Regions from separate parts of the Mus musculus genome. Here region 2 is linked to region 1. Evidence: chromatin contacts called from public Hi-C data. All regions are on one chromosome and are shown on one strand. Each heading gives the region's core, a stretch centred on a gene start, on an enhancer-like site or on the middle of the called end of the contact. The rest is flanking DNA. Distances are from core to core; before and after follow the strand shown.

The links. Hi-C and Micro-C count contacts between places; a contact is called where the count stands out from the background.
Region 2: a Hi-C map of B cells shows a contact between it and region 1, with 5 read pairs. The contact joins the promoter of Mccc1os here to the promoter of 4930429B21Rik in region 1. A contact is called at or near these places in 1 of 39 promoter capture datasets (pre-B cells) and 1 of 484 Hi-C or Micro-C datasets (B cells).

The regions. Positions count from the first base shown.
Region 1 is chr3:32,362,147-32,369,657 of GRCm38.p6, forward strand. 4930429B21Rik (RIKEN cDNA 4930429B21 gene) reads left to right here and starts at 3,343. Exons shown (of 1, transcript NR_027966.1): 1 at 3,343-5,292. Zmat3 (zinc finger matrin type 3) reads right to left here and starts at 3,519. Exons shown (of 6, transcript NM_009517.2): 1 at 3,358-3,519.
Region 2 is chr3:35,995,272-36,002,782 of GRCm38.p6, forward strand. Mccc1os (methylcrotonoyl-Coenzyme A carboxylase 1 (alpha), opposite strand) reads left to right here and starts at 4,642. Exons shown (of 3, transcript NR_029456.1): 1 at 4,642-5,440. It overlaps Mccc1 (methylcrotonoyl-Coenzyme A carboxylase 1 (alpha)), which reads right to left and starts at 5,407. Exons shown (of 19, transcript NM_023644.4): 1 at 5,210-5,407; 2 at 2,254-2,300; 3 at 510-646. The coding sequence starts at 5,286.

The DNA.
Region 1 (7,511 bases), core at 2,093-4,592:
CCAGGATGGCCTCAAATCTGCTATGTTGCTGAAAAAGGCTTTAACTTTTTTTTTTAAATGTACCAAAATACAAACTATTTTCTTATACCTTAAATTCTGTAAAATTGCTAAATAAATAATAAGCATAGGACCTGTGAGACTTATAACATGAAAAATATGTTTGACAACACATGAATTACCCACTTTTCCTCTTTATCTTCCTGCCTCAACCTACTAGCTGCTACAATCACAGTGCTGCACAGCCACACCCAGCCACTAGTCAGGTATTTAAGCATTTCTACCACTTGTTGAAAGGTGGGTGAAATCTAGAAACAGGGCATTAAAATGTAGCAGATGTAAATCAATTGATACTTCCAAGCAAGCAACAGTAGCTAAGTAACTGAGCCAGTGGTTCTGGAAGGCAGAGAAGACAGCAACAGCCTGTGGGCCTCAGATGGCATAAATGTGCTGTTTGGAAGACATAGTTTTGTTTTACTTTTGTTTTTAAGTTGAGTTAGTTATCAATATTTAGAAATCAAAAGTTTCACAGAATCTAGTAATGAAAGGACAATCTGACAACACCATACCCACCTCCTCCACCACACACAACCAGCTATTTGGTGTCAAGCATACTCCATACCCAGGCCAGCCTCCTCTTGGCCCCCTCAACCCTACTCAGGGCATTGACTTAGTGTGATGTCTCTATGTCATCCAGTCTTAGACTACAGCCCTTGCAAAATCAAAATGTAATCTCTATTAGGAGGTAAACTACCTATTCAATAAAGCATCCAGATTGAAAAATGTCCAACCAAGTAATGGACCACACTATCCTAAGCCCTACCTTCAGTGTCATTTCAGTTGTCAACTTGACAGGAGCTAGAAGTACCTAGAAAAGGAGTCTCAATGAGGAGTGATGCAGGTTAGGTTGGGTGTCGGCATGCCTATGAGGGATTTTCTTAAGTAGGTTGAGGTGGAAAGACCCACCCTAAATGTGGCTAGCACCCCTGTGTGGGTTCTGGACTGCATCAAAAGGAGACAGAACTGAACACCAGCACTGTTCTCTTCTGATTGTGGACCTGATATGACCAGTTGCTTCAGGCTCATGTTGCCTAGGCTGCCCCACCATGACAGGGGTACCTTGAACTCTAAGACAAACCCTTTCTCCCTTAAGTTGCTTTTGCCAGGATATTTTATCATACTAACAAAAAAGAAGCCAAGACTCTCTCTATTCTGTTTTCCTCAGAATAGATCCACTATGTTCCACTCCCTCTATATCTTTATCCCTGATTCCTTCTGCTCCCCAAACAGCATCTTTTAGTTCTCACTACTTAAAAAACACCCCACAGTAAATACCATTCAAGTTTCTCAGATTCTAATTATCCAAATTAAAATCCTATTTCAAAGTCTATACTTCCAGTCAGATGGTAGTGGCACACACCTTTAATCCCAGCACTTGGGAGACAGAGGCAGGCTGAACTCTGGCTTCAAGGCTAGCCTGGTCTACACAGTGAGTTCTAGGACAGCCAGGGCTATGTAGAGAGAATATGCCTCGAAAAAAAAAAAAAAAAAACAAAAACAACAACAACAACAACGAAGTCTAACGTCCATCCTATTAGGAGTATCGTTTAAGCTCTTTTTTTTTTTTGGTCAACAGAATTCGGTGTCTTCGGCTACTGAGCTTCCCTGTCTGTGATGAAGATGTGTAGGCTAGGACACTAACAGTCTTACTAAAATGACTCAAGGACGCTTTAAGAGGGAAAAAAACATTTGTAGACACACAGTGGAGAGGAGCCACTGACTGGGAAGTCATTCAGTTAAGAGTGGTTAGTCTTAATATTTAGCAACACTTTTCATTAATCATAATGGCTAGAAAAGGATAATAATCAACTACCCGTATCTCTGGAAACACAAAGGAAAGTGATACAGATCTGATACATTTAAACAGTAAGTTTCTCTGAAACAATATTATGTCTCCCAACTAAGACATTCAAAGAGCAAAGATGATTAGGGATATTGGAGGCAGGGTAATGAAATCATCTTTTTAAATAGATTAACTACTTAGATAGAACGGACCATGTCATTCTGACCCTAACTTGTCATCCAGATTCTCTGTTAGATCATAGAGAAAGGACAGGGCAGGATATCAAAACATCTGGATATAGAAAATCAGCAATATACATAGAGAACCGAATCAGCATGCTCCCAAGACATGCCTGGGCTTGTTTCTCACATGCTTACTCCCACCTGATGAAACCCCAGCATGCGTGGCCCCAGAATCATGCAGCAGTCCTGCAGAAACAAGGCCCTCCTCCCAGCAGAGGCACAAAAAGGCCTTATTTCAAAGCAAAACACTGGCCGGCCGGGTGGGGTGGGGGTGTTTACAGTGCAGGTTTACCTATTATTACATTTTATGTTCATAATGTTCAAAGAAAGAATAGAGACCTCAAAAATACTGTTAGATTTAATAATCAACATAAGGTTAAAAAAAAAAGCCCTCCCCCAAAAGTCTATAGGTGACAATCACAACAGGTATTACATTTGGGTAAAAATAAATAAATAAATAACTCTAAAAATAAATAAAACCAAAGCTAAGCTTCAGTGAATACACAAGCTGAAATACAGACTCAAAAACATGCTCGGATCCGTTCAAACTGCTGCATTAATTTAAGAGACTAATTTAGAAGCTGTTATAAAAATACTTCTCAGATCTCAAAATCCATCCGATTGGACGTGTGCGATGGCAGACACGAAGGATGCACAGCGCTTGATGTCCTAATTTGGAAGGGAGCTCAGAGACACTAAAGAAAATCACAGCTCCACCATGTACCGGTCTGAGGGAAATGAATGACCACAGCACACGTTTCCACGGTTGGGCTGGGGCCTACTCCTCACCGGCTGTACTGCAAACAACAGCCTCCCCTGAGCAGAAACAGACCCAGGGCAAAGAAGAGAATCCAGGAACAGGTTCCTGGCGTCCGGGTAAAGTAAGGAAGGCTACCCCTGGGTATTCCGGAGAAGAGAAGACAAGAGAAAACCTTACTCAGAGGTCACCAAAACGTGGCAGGCAGAAAAACAGCCCTGGCAGGCTGTTTTACATCACAGAAGAAAGCTTAGAAGGGGAGGAGGCCTTGGCGACCCAGGCTCAGCATCTAGGACTCAAAACTGCGCCCCTGCAGCATCGCCCCCGCGTGTGCCATTCCCGGGCTGGGCAAGCTCACACGCATTCGGGTCCTGCGAGGATGCCGGCCGGGAGCACCGAGTCGCCGAGGCGGCTGTGCGAATGGCTGCGGGATCGGGATCGGTGGCCCGCTGGACGCCGCGGGCGAGGCTGACACGCGCACACGGACGCAACCGAGCGGACTCGAGGACCGCACTCACCGGAACCGGCAGGCCGCAGCCGCCCCGCCACCCCGCGCGCCGCTGCCCGCTCCAAGACCACTTTCTGCGCTCGCCGCCGCCGACCGGCCGCTCCGCTGCTGGAGGCTGATTGTCAAAAGTCGGTCGGAGCGGAGCCACCGGGAAACAGCTGCAGGAAGTGACTGCGGAACCGGGAGGCGGCGGCGGCGGCGGCGGCGGAGGAGGAGGAGGAGGAGGAGGAGGAGGCAGGGCTCCCGGCAGCGCTACTGCGCATGTGCACGGACAAGCGGCTGCTCCCGCAGACCCGGGACGCCGAGCAGGTGCGGAACAGCGACTCGAAAGGGTACCCTACCCTGGCCCTGATGGCTCCTCGGAGCTGCCCCAGCCTACCCTGAAAGCGATGAGGGCAGAAGCTTGGCAGAGCCTGGTAGGAGGGCGGAGGTTCTCCTCTGAGACCTGGAAACTGCACTCCTTGCGCCTCCGCCCAAAGACATTGGAAAGGAGCCCGCTCACCGGCAGGACCCGAAGGACTGCAGAAGTCCCCGGGATACCTTCAAGAGAGGCGCTGGGATGGATTGCAGCCCTAGCTTGTTCTGCCGGCTTGTACCTTCTGCATGTGAATACTTGTATAGTGGCTAGGGGTTTCTCCTTGGATAACATGACACGAATTTTCCATATTACCGGCAGAGTATGGTTTCGCAGCATCAAGTACTTTCACATTGTGTGTGGTTATTGTGTAAACCATAAACTAAAATGCCAAGATCTAAATATGGTGAGCCTCAACTCAGCCTAATAGACTGCCTATTTACACGGGAATGCAAGGCTATGACTGGAGCATGCGCCAACAACCAGGTACGGGCGGGCTTCGCGAATTCGAGGACTGTTCAGCAGACTAGACCAGTGTGCACCCGCCATCGGGAAGAGTAATCCACCGCACAGATGAGTTCAGTGCACGTGCTGTATATGTGAAAATACCAAATGGCTTCATTGTTTTAAAAGCAGCGGGGTAGAAACGCATTTCTCAGCCCTTTGTCAGAACTTTGCCATTCACTCTTGTTAGCTGGGACCATGCTGGGCCCTGGCTGGCCTTTCCCATCTGACAACCCTCATCCTCGTTTTCACCCACATGTCCCGTCTTATAAAATGGCTGGCAAAGGCAACGGAAGAAAATTAATTTTGGCTCGCAGTTTGAGGGTACAGTCCATCACAGCAGGGAAGCCATGAGAGCAAAAGTGGGGCAGCTGGTCACAAATGTCCATAGTCAGGAAACCGGGAGGAGCTGCTCGATTGCTTTCCATCCACGAAGCCGCCCACACTCAGGGTGAGTCTTCCCTCCTCGGTTTCTAATCCAGAAACACTCCTATTGACAGTCTGTACTATCCATCACAGGCCCATAGTCTAGCGTTACCTCTGTGATCTTACACAGCCTGTCCTTGGTGTTAAATGCCTTTCTCCCTGTCCATCCTTGCCCCCTGCAGCCTCTCCTACAAGCAACTTCCATGGCCTCTCGGGCCACTGCATGATAACAATCTCCATTCCTCACATGGGACTTTATTACATATACTACTACCTTAAACTCCCTGAGTGCAGAAAGAGACAGGTCTTGGAGTCTTCCGTTTATATTTTATAGTTTTATGTGTATTTGCATGTTGGAATAAAATCTAAAAGCTGAAAGTAGGGGCCTTACCCGCTAGCTCATACACATACATACACTCGATGTTCCAAATTTGCTGCCCCTGATCCTACAACTTACTTCAAACAGCTCAGGCATTTCCTTCTCTGGCCCAGGAAAAAGCAAGTAATCCCAAGATACTTGTTTCATAGAAATGTAAATCTCATGACAGAGAAAATGGCCCCACAAATTAGAGCTTTTTTTGTGAATCACTGGGTCTTATGAGATTCAGTAGCCCCCCTCAAATAAATAAATAAATAAATTTTTAAAATAAAATAAATGAAAGAAAAAGAAACCGGTCATATTCACCACCTTTACTAAAGGACAAAAACAAATCTCACTGACTTGTGGCTGAAACCTACTTTTGTGATTGTGTGTTGCTGGTCTGTTGACAGAAGGCATACCTCTATGGGACTTGAAGCACATGAGAGGATCAAAATCGATAGTGGAATGTAACATTGTGGCACTGATGTGCTATGGCCCATTCACACAGATTCCAATGGCCAAAGCCACTTTTGTCACTAAACCTTAAGCCAGTGCAGCCATCTCTGCTTTAATAGGCATCTGGCACAATGAGTCATTCCAAAAAAGAATGCAATCTGGGGCCAGCAAGATGGCTGTAGATAAAGTACTTAGCCACTGAGCCTGGTAGCCCCAGTCCCTGCATAATATAATATAAACCAGGTGCAGTGACTTGCTTCAGTAATCCTAGCATCCCTGTGGTGAGATGCAGAGCAGAAACAGGAGAACCCCCCACAAATTCTCAGACCAGCTGGGCTGGGGTATGCACCACAGTAGGAGAAACAAGGGATGCTGCAAGGTGGAAGGTGAGAAGCGACTCCCCAAAACTGTCCTCTGACCTCCACAGCAGGCCTGCATCCTGCATAGAGGACTAGTAACCTTAATAAAATTTTAAGAGTATAACCTGACACAAATATGGGCAGTTAGTCTTGTCGCTTAGAGGTATTGTTATAAACCTCAAGAAAGACCTCATGTCTGCCCCCTCCCCCAAAAGAAGTTTCTGAGGTTACCTGGGAAGGAACGGTGGACACAGAAGCAGTGGAACTCCTGCACAGACCTTGAGATCTACATCTCAGACACCTGAGCCTACACAACAGGAAGATGCAAATGGCACCTAACCCCAGTGCTTGGGAGGCAGAGGCAGGCAGATTTCTGAGTTCAAGGCCAGCCTGGTCCACATAGTGAGTTCCAGGACAGCCAGGGCTACACAGAGAAACCCTGTCTCAGAGAAGGAGAAGGGACAGGGGAAGGAGGAGGAGGAGGAGGAGGAAGAGGAAGTCAAATTTATTTTTTTAGCACCTGCAGCCTTAAAACCCACTCATAGTAATTGCAAGAGGCAATAGATAGCCAATGACCTTACAGCTCAAAGCTGAAGGTACAGATCAGTCACCCCAAAGCAGTGGGCAAGATGTAAACTGTTGGGGCCAGAGCCAATGGGGTGCAAGATTGTACCTAAGAACCCATTACAATTCCTCTCCTTGCTGCCTGTTTTCCACCCTGCTCCTGCCCATCTCAAATGATTCCCAAGCCCCCCTCATGGGGCAAAGGAAGTAGATCATTTGGAAGGGATTACTGTTACCAAGGCCGTCTTGAGGGCAAAAGAGATTTTTAAGGAAGAGAAGCACACGGGGAGTGGCTACAGTGAGGTTTTCCCAGGGGAAGAAGAGACTCTCAGCATAAGACCCATTACTTTTTTTTTTTTTTTTTTGTCTTTGAGCCAAGGTTTTACTAATATTCTGAGTGGTGAGATCACAGACATGCACCACCATGTCCAATTCCGTTATGAAGGAGAAGAGGAAAAATCATTTCACAAATCCTCGAATTCGTTAGCGGATTCAGCCCAAGTAGTATATTTGCATGGCCACAGTTAATTGAATGATGACTACCAGTCAACAAATGCCTGGATGAACAGGAATGCCTGTCCTTCTATTCATTAATAGGATTACAGTGTCTGACAGCTTTACGTTCTCTCATAATGTAACTACTATATAGGAAACATTGAATCTATTAGGAGAAAACTCCAATCTTAAAACAAAGTTAAAGGATATGAAGAGAAGGCTCAGCAGTTGAGAGCATCTGCTGCTTTTGCAGAGGACCAGGGTTCACTTCCCAGACCCAGGTGTTGGCGCCCACCCATCTGTAATTCCAGTTCTAGAGAATCCAGTGCCCTATTCTGGCTCCTCAGGAACCAAGCATGCATGTGATGCACCTACTTTTGTGCAGGTGAAGCATGTAGCCGGGCATGGTGGCGCACGCCTTTAATCCCAGCACTTGGGAGGCAGAGGCAGGCAGATTTCTGAGTTTGAGACCAGCCTGGTCTACAGAGTGAGTTCCAGGACAGCCAGGGCTACACAGAGAAACCCTGTCTCAGAAAACAAACAAACAAACAAACAAAAAGCAAAAAACAAACAAAAAAAAAGCATGTATACTCACGTGAGGTGACATCAAGGCCATTATCATCTACATGGCCAATTCAAAGCTA
Region 2 (7,511 bases), core at 3,392-5,891, 3.6 Mb after region 1:
TCAACTGTTATCAGAAAGAACTTAACTGAGCTGGGCAGCAGTGGCACACGCCTTTGAGCCCAGCACTTGGGAGTCAGAGGAAGGCAGATCTCTGTGAGTTCAAGGTCAGTGTTATCTAAAGAATGAATTCCAGGACAGCCAGGGCTACACAGAGAAACCCTGCCTCAAACAAACAAACCAACCAACAAACACCAAAACAAAACAAAAAAAACCCTCAAATACACAAATTAAAATAATTTTAGAAATGTGATGTCTATAATTAAACGTAATCATTAGTATGCCTGGAGAGATGACTCCGTAGTTAAGAGCACTGGCTGCTCTTCCAGAGAATCTGGGTTCAACTCCCAGCACCCACATGGCAGATCACAGTTGTCCAGTTCCACAGCCATACACACAGGCAAAACACCAACGTACATGAAATAAAAATAAATATAATCTAAGGAGCTGAACTGGACACAAAATACACACAGTCACTAACAAGATTTTGTTTCCAGCTTTTAACAACGTACCATATCTACATGCATGGAATTCCGGTCGGCCTCACTGTACACAGCCACCGACTGCACACCCATCTTTTTGGCTGTTCGTATCACCCTGCAGGCAATTTCTCCTCTGTTTGCAATGAGGACCTTGGTAATACTTCCTCCTGTTAGAAGCCATAAGGATAAGACCCAAATGTTACTGGGAAATAAGAAATTAAGATATGTTATGAGTCATCCCATAAGGGGTTGTTTTTAATAAAAGTGCACATGAATGGCTAAAATTACTGTTTTATTATTAGATAGTGGATTTATTTCCTATTCACTAATGTTCATAATACCTCTGTTAACGCAAACTCAAGTTACTCAGTAAGAGATACATAAAGCCTGAGAATGTACCGTATGATCTTCATATGGGAAGGATAGGACATTTAAATCAAGAACTGCAGTATGACGGAGACAAGACTTGGTTCTCTCAGTTTTTCCCCTGTCATCACATCATGGAGACATCCTGCTACGGCTGTGGAATGCCATTCCCCGCTCTGCTGGTAGCATCCGCACTCTCAGAGGCTCGGGCTCACTGATGTTTCTCTCTCTCTAACGTCAATTTCCACGGGAGAGTCTCCTTGTCAACTTAACATCAGAGAATCAAAGCATGGCTTCTTCCCACACAGGTACTTTTTCCCAGTTCCCAAACTCATCGAAAGTTAAGCTTAAGAGCAACTTTTCTCGGGAGGCCAGCTCTTATCCGGTCAAACCAGGTGATTTCCCAACGCTCTCCTGAACTATTTCTTGAAACGTTCCTTCTTCTTATTCCTTCCCACTACTAGAATCCACCTTCATGAACCTAAACCTAATTAATACAGGTGTTTCAAGTGTGTCCAATAACACAGGCCACTTCTTCTGCCAATCAACCTGCATAGTTCTTTCCAATTTATTTCTAGTGACTATGTCCTGTTCACAAATTCACGGTTCATCCGTAAGATGACCACCTATGTAATTTTATAAAGAGATAATGCAGTATACACTATCACCTGATGATTTATATGTAATCTAAGTGCCTAAGAGAGTCAATATTTCCTTTTGTTTCAACCATGGCAAGAAAAAAAAAATGGTCTGATCTAGAAAATATGACAAACAGTTTCATCATCAGACATGAGATAAACGCTGAGAAAAATCAGGGTTTTCTTTAAAAAATAAGGTTTCCTATAACTTAAGGAAACCATACAATCTAAATATTTCAAGAGCCATGATAGGCCACTGAAGCTGCCGCAATCTAGTACAGGTGGGGGTCAAATCCACTCAATCAGAGTTTAGTCCATTATAATCAGTTCCATCAATTTTACATTTCAGAACTCCCTGCAAAATTTCACTTGAACAAAGTAACAGTGCTTTTATTAAAAGGCAGAAATCATATTAATATAAAATGTCCTCACCAGGCATGGTGTCGCATGCCTTTAATCCTAGTACTTGGGAAGCAGGGGCAGATGGATCTCTGTGAGTTACAGGACAACCAGGGCTATGTAAAGAGACCCTGTCTCAAAAAATTTAAGATGTTCTCCACCACTGCACATCAAAATTCACACTCAATAGCAAAAAAGGATTTGACATAGAAAGCAAAACTGGTGACTTAGCATTAAGAAGAAAGTTATTGTAAAAATACAAAAGTATGAAGGTTGATGAGTGCTAATTCTATTGTGCACAAATTAAAGATTAAGCATCTCTTTTTCTTGGCTCACACTCTAATGCAAAGCTAAACAAAGGCTGCCAGTACCTGGGGTTGTTCCATACTTCATGGTTCTCAACTTCCAAGCCCATTCCCTAAAATATAAACCCAAACAGAATTATGATTCATCATAACATACAAAATCAGCTCCTGCTCTCATAAACAAGTCCAGATATGGTGGAAGGTCAACCTTAAGCCCATTAGCAAAGTGATTCAGTAAGACTCTCTGTGACAAGAAAACCCAGCTAGAACCTGGGATATTGAGTCCTAGCCAGTTTCCCTTTGTGTTCATGTTTTTGAATGAATCGCCTACCCTGTTTAATATCTGAAGCTGGCATTTGGCCAAAGAGACAATTAAAAAGCTAAGGTGCTTTAAAAACATCTACCTTGGTTTTAAAAACAAAACAAAAAAATTCTTGTTGGACTGTAATAGTAAAAACTGCCTGGCACACACAATTAGCATTGTCATGGAAGATAATAGACCATATTTTGACATTTTCTGTTCTATTTTATTAAATCAAACAACAGTTTGAAAATATAATTGAATGCACCCCTTGGGTAAGGCAGTATTGACATTAAGCCAGAGAAATCAAAGGAAGGACGTTGAACAGAGATAATAGAAATAAGAAATGTTGGCAGGGCTAGAGAGATGGCTCAGCGGTTAAGAGCACTGACTGCTCTTCCAGAGGTCCTGAGTTCAATTCAAACCACATGGTGGCTCACAACCATCTGTAATGGGATCTGATGGACGCTTTTAGTGTGTGTCCGAAGACAGCTGTAGTGTACTAATATAAACAAAAATAGATAAATCTTTAAGCCAGGCAGTGGGGGCGCACGCCTTTAATCCCAGCACTCTGGAGGCAGAGGCAAGCAGATTTCTGAGTTCGAGGCCAGCCTGGTCTACAGAGTGAGTTCTATGACAGCCAGGGCTATACAGAGAAATCCTGCTTCAAAAGACAAAAAAAAAAAAAAAAAAAAAAAAGAAAAAGAAAAAGAAAAAAAAAAGTAGGCTATGGCTAGTTATTCTGGTTACTCTTCAACATACACTTACCCATTGTCAGGTCGCTTGACATTGGGGTTACTCGATCTCTTTTTCATTAATACCCTCCCAATGAGAAAACTTATACAGCAAGGAATAAGCTTTACAAATAGATGAATTTGAGTTTTAGAGGACCACAAACATGCTAGCCAAGTGCTTAACCTACAGCTCCCATTCCATACGAGGCAATCTTGAAGATACTGCCCGGTTTTAAAGTATACAATTTTCCCAAACAAGACCACGGTTATATAGAGACTTATGAGCTTAGTTCCTTCATGAAGCATAAAGATCACAGGCTACATTAGATATTATATGACTGCAACAATATGCATATACCCTTTACATGCAACTATGCAACCAGCAGGACTAGTATCTCCCAAGGGTCATGTGAGGAACACCGGAGGCTTAGCATCCTGGGAGGCACACTTTCTCAGATGCTGTCACTCTGGAGCCAACTGGGAAAACATCCATCTTTGGCGGGAGAGCTCTGCTTGATGGCTTCTTCAGAGACTGGTGCTCTTACAAATCTTTCCAATTCAGCCCACCCCACATTCTTGCTCTTCAAGGAGGAAAACTTAACTTTCCTGGTCTTTTAAAGGAATTTTTCAGCTTGGAGCATTGTTTTCCCCTCTGACCTCTCCAGGTAAGTTAGGGTTTAAGGCTTTTCCAGTCCTGCCTAAGAAATCACAGCTTTGTCATGTATCCAACCTGGGACCACTGATAGCCTAAAATGTTTTTTTTTTTTTTTTTCCTCTCAGCTAGTGAAGACTGAGTCAGGCAGTCAGACACACTCCTTAAGTGCAATCCTTTATCTTGACAATGTTCTGATTTCTCTATCCCATTTTTCAAAGCTCTTTTTGCTACATCTCAAAACATTTAAACATGACGAGTAAATTGCCTGCCAGGAGATAATTCACCAATTAAGACAGCCGCTATTCTCATGGGTAGAGTCTGACTAATCAAATTCTTTTCTCTGAGGTATTAGAGGAATCATGGCTGGTAAAAAGAAAGAAAAAAGAAAAGGTAAAATTCTCATGCTGGTAAGAGTTTTAATTTTAAAAACTATTAGCAGGATGACAGCTATAACTAAGCCTTGAGAGGAGAATGACTCTGTGGTATTCTTGGGAACCTAAGGAAATTCACAGGAAGAAAAACAGCACTAATACAACTTTCACCATCTTTCTTATTTAAAATATAGGGTGAAGACCTACATTTTAGTATTCACCGAAAATCCAGGGCATCGACCACTGTTTGTTGAATGGACCATGATGTGTTTAAATTTTTATCCACGTGTTGATTTGGACATACGAGGGGGTTAGTATCGTCTTTATATTACCTCTGCTAGATACAAGTATCATCACCTCCAAGCAGAAGAAACTGAAGCACGGATATTAGGTAACTCGACCAAGGTCACAGGTAAGCTGGGAACCCAACCTTCTGCAGGCAGTTCTTGCCCTTGGGCCAGTACGTTTTTCAGAATGCGAGGAGGTGATGATTATGGTGAAGTAATCTATCTACATGACTTGGGGTTTTCACTGTTGTCAAAGCGTGGAGCTTCGTTTCCAAAAGGATCCGGGGTAGTCATCTGCCAGCTTTGTTCAAACTTGTGAACAAGAGCGTTCGACAAAACTCACCCCTCATTAATTTGACTCTTCCCAGCAATGGGAAAGGTCTCTAGAAATCCTTCTCTGAACTGCACTCAAAATGAGGGAGCTAAGCTGAAAGCGACTTTGGGAAAGGGGTCCTGGTGCAAGCCTCTAGCTACGTATGCCATCTTCGGTTGCAGCACCGTGCGGGGTGCCCAGATCAGAAACCAGCCAAGGTGGCAGAGTCTGTAGGAAGAGCCAAAGACTGAAGTGGGACAGCGCCTACCAAAACTACACACAGGCACTTAAAGGGCTGCTCTCACGTGACCCAGCGCCTCGCATCCGGGCCGCGCACGGACCGGCAGTACCCCTGAGTCACCTCGGCTGCAGCAGCAGGATCGGGACCCGTCGCAACTGGTTCCTGTCCACCGCAGCCAACAACGCCGCCGCCGCCATCTCCGCGCTGTTCTGCTGGATTCCAAAAGCTGCTTGGCTTATTCTTGAAAGCGTCCCTCCCTGCGCAAGCTTCTTGTCCCCGATCCGCCACCGTAGCTCCGAAGAGCAAGTAGGCGTCTCCGCAAGAGCCAATCACAAAACTGGGTGTTTCAAGGTACCGATTGGCTGATTGGACCATGTGCCTGGGGGGTGGGGAGTGAACTGTGAGGGGCTGGGCTCCATCTGGAGGGGCGGGGCCAGGTTTTTTTTTTTTTCTTTTTTTTTTTTTTTAGCACAGAGCATGAGAGGAAAATGCACAGCCCCTCAAACCACCACTCAAGCAAAATGCAAGCTTTCTCACTAAACATCAGGAAAAAGGGGCAGTGGAAACTGCGTGGCAGGAAACAAAGACACAGTAAAAGCTATGTGTAGGTATTTGATACAGCTGAGGCAGAGCTCATATGGGGGAGAAAAACACAGTAAGTGAAACAGCCAATCGAAGGGTTATAAGTGCAAAAACTAAATGGGACGTAGTGGCGCATATTTGCAATCCCAGAAGCTGAAGCAGAAGGATTGTAGTAAGTGACAGGATTGACTAGACAGTGAGTCCCAGGCCAGCCTGAGCAATACGTTGAGGCTGTCCCTCAAAAACCAAAATAAATAAGATATGAAAAACAAACATAAATGCAGAAGGAAAACAAATGTAAAGAGGAATAAATTAGTGAAATCAGAAAACTAACACCAAAGGACAAATAAATCCAGGAACTAAGAAAATAATTAGAAATAAGGGGACACAAGTGGAAGCAGGAACATCAGGAGTTCAAGCCCATCCTAACCTGCAGACCAAGTTCGAGACCAGTCTGGGCTAGTAGTCCTGCACCTGTCTTTAAAATCTAAGATGTTTTCTTGAAAGATTCGAACTTTTAGAAAGTCTGGATACAAATTGGCTTGCTTGTGTATTTTCGAGAAGGTTCCTACTTATCTGGCCCATTGGCCAGCAAAAGAGAACCCATCCCTCTGGAGTTCACCAGAAATGAATTCCTTCCTTCAGGAAGGATATCTTATATTGAGTAAGTTTAGACTTTTATCGGTAGAGTCATCACATAGTTTCAAAACGTCCCTGGGAGTACTTGCCACTGGCTTTGTTTGTGTGGCTGGATATCTTTTTTTCCTACAGAGTTATAAGAACTCTAGTTATAGAGGTTAATATTTCCTCAGGTTTTCATTTAGTTGTTTACTTTTACGCTGTTTCAGGTGTGAAGAGTTCCATATTAAAAAAAAAAAAAAAAAAAAAAAACCACACACTGTTTTCTGGGCGTGGGGAGAAATTGTTTTCATCTTGTACTTAAAATGAATGTAAGATATATATTTAAAACAGCAAAAAAGTGAACATGGCCTCCAAATAAGCAAGAAATAAAGAGGAAAAAAATCTCACATGACTTTTTTTTTTTTTCTTTTTGAGACACGGTCTCTCTATGTAGCCCTGACTGTCCTGGAACTCACTATGTAGACCAGGCTGACTTCTAACTCACAGAGTTTGAGAGCCTGCCTCTGCCTCCCAAGGGCTAGGACTGAATGTGTGCACCACCACACTGGTCTTGATTATATATATATATGTGTGTGTGTGTGTGTGTGTGTGTGTGTGTGTGTGTGTATATATGTGTGTGTGTGTATATATATATATATATATGTGTGTGTGTGTGTATATATATATATATATATATATATATATATATATATATATATGTCCCTGGCTGTCCTGGAACTCACTTTTAAAAGTAGGGAAATCAAATATAGAGAAAACAATAAATTAACAAGAAGCTGATTTTGTACAACTTTGACAAACCAGAAATGAAATGGATTTTACAAGAAAATACTGTTTACTAAAATAGATGCTGGAAAAGAGACAAGATCTAAATAATCCTTCCCCCTGTTTTGAATCCCTCTTTACCTCCACCCCAACTGATGAAAAAGCTCACCTTCTCTAGCTAAAAGAATTTCCATATGTAATAAACAATGGTTCATTGCAGTGCTATTACTTTTTTTCTAGAGCACAAAATGATGGAAAATTTTACAGTTCTTTCTATGAAGATAACATGGATGCCAAAATCAATAAAAAGAACATGTACTTCACACACACATTGATAGTCAACCCCCATTGTGTGTATTGATGGAAAAATCCCATATAAACATTAACTAAAACATAGAGTGATATATAGCAAGGTAAATTTTATTGTAGAAATGTA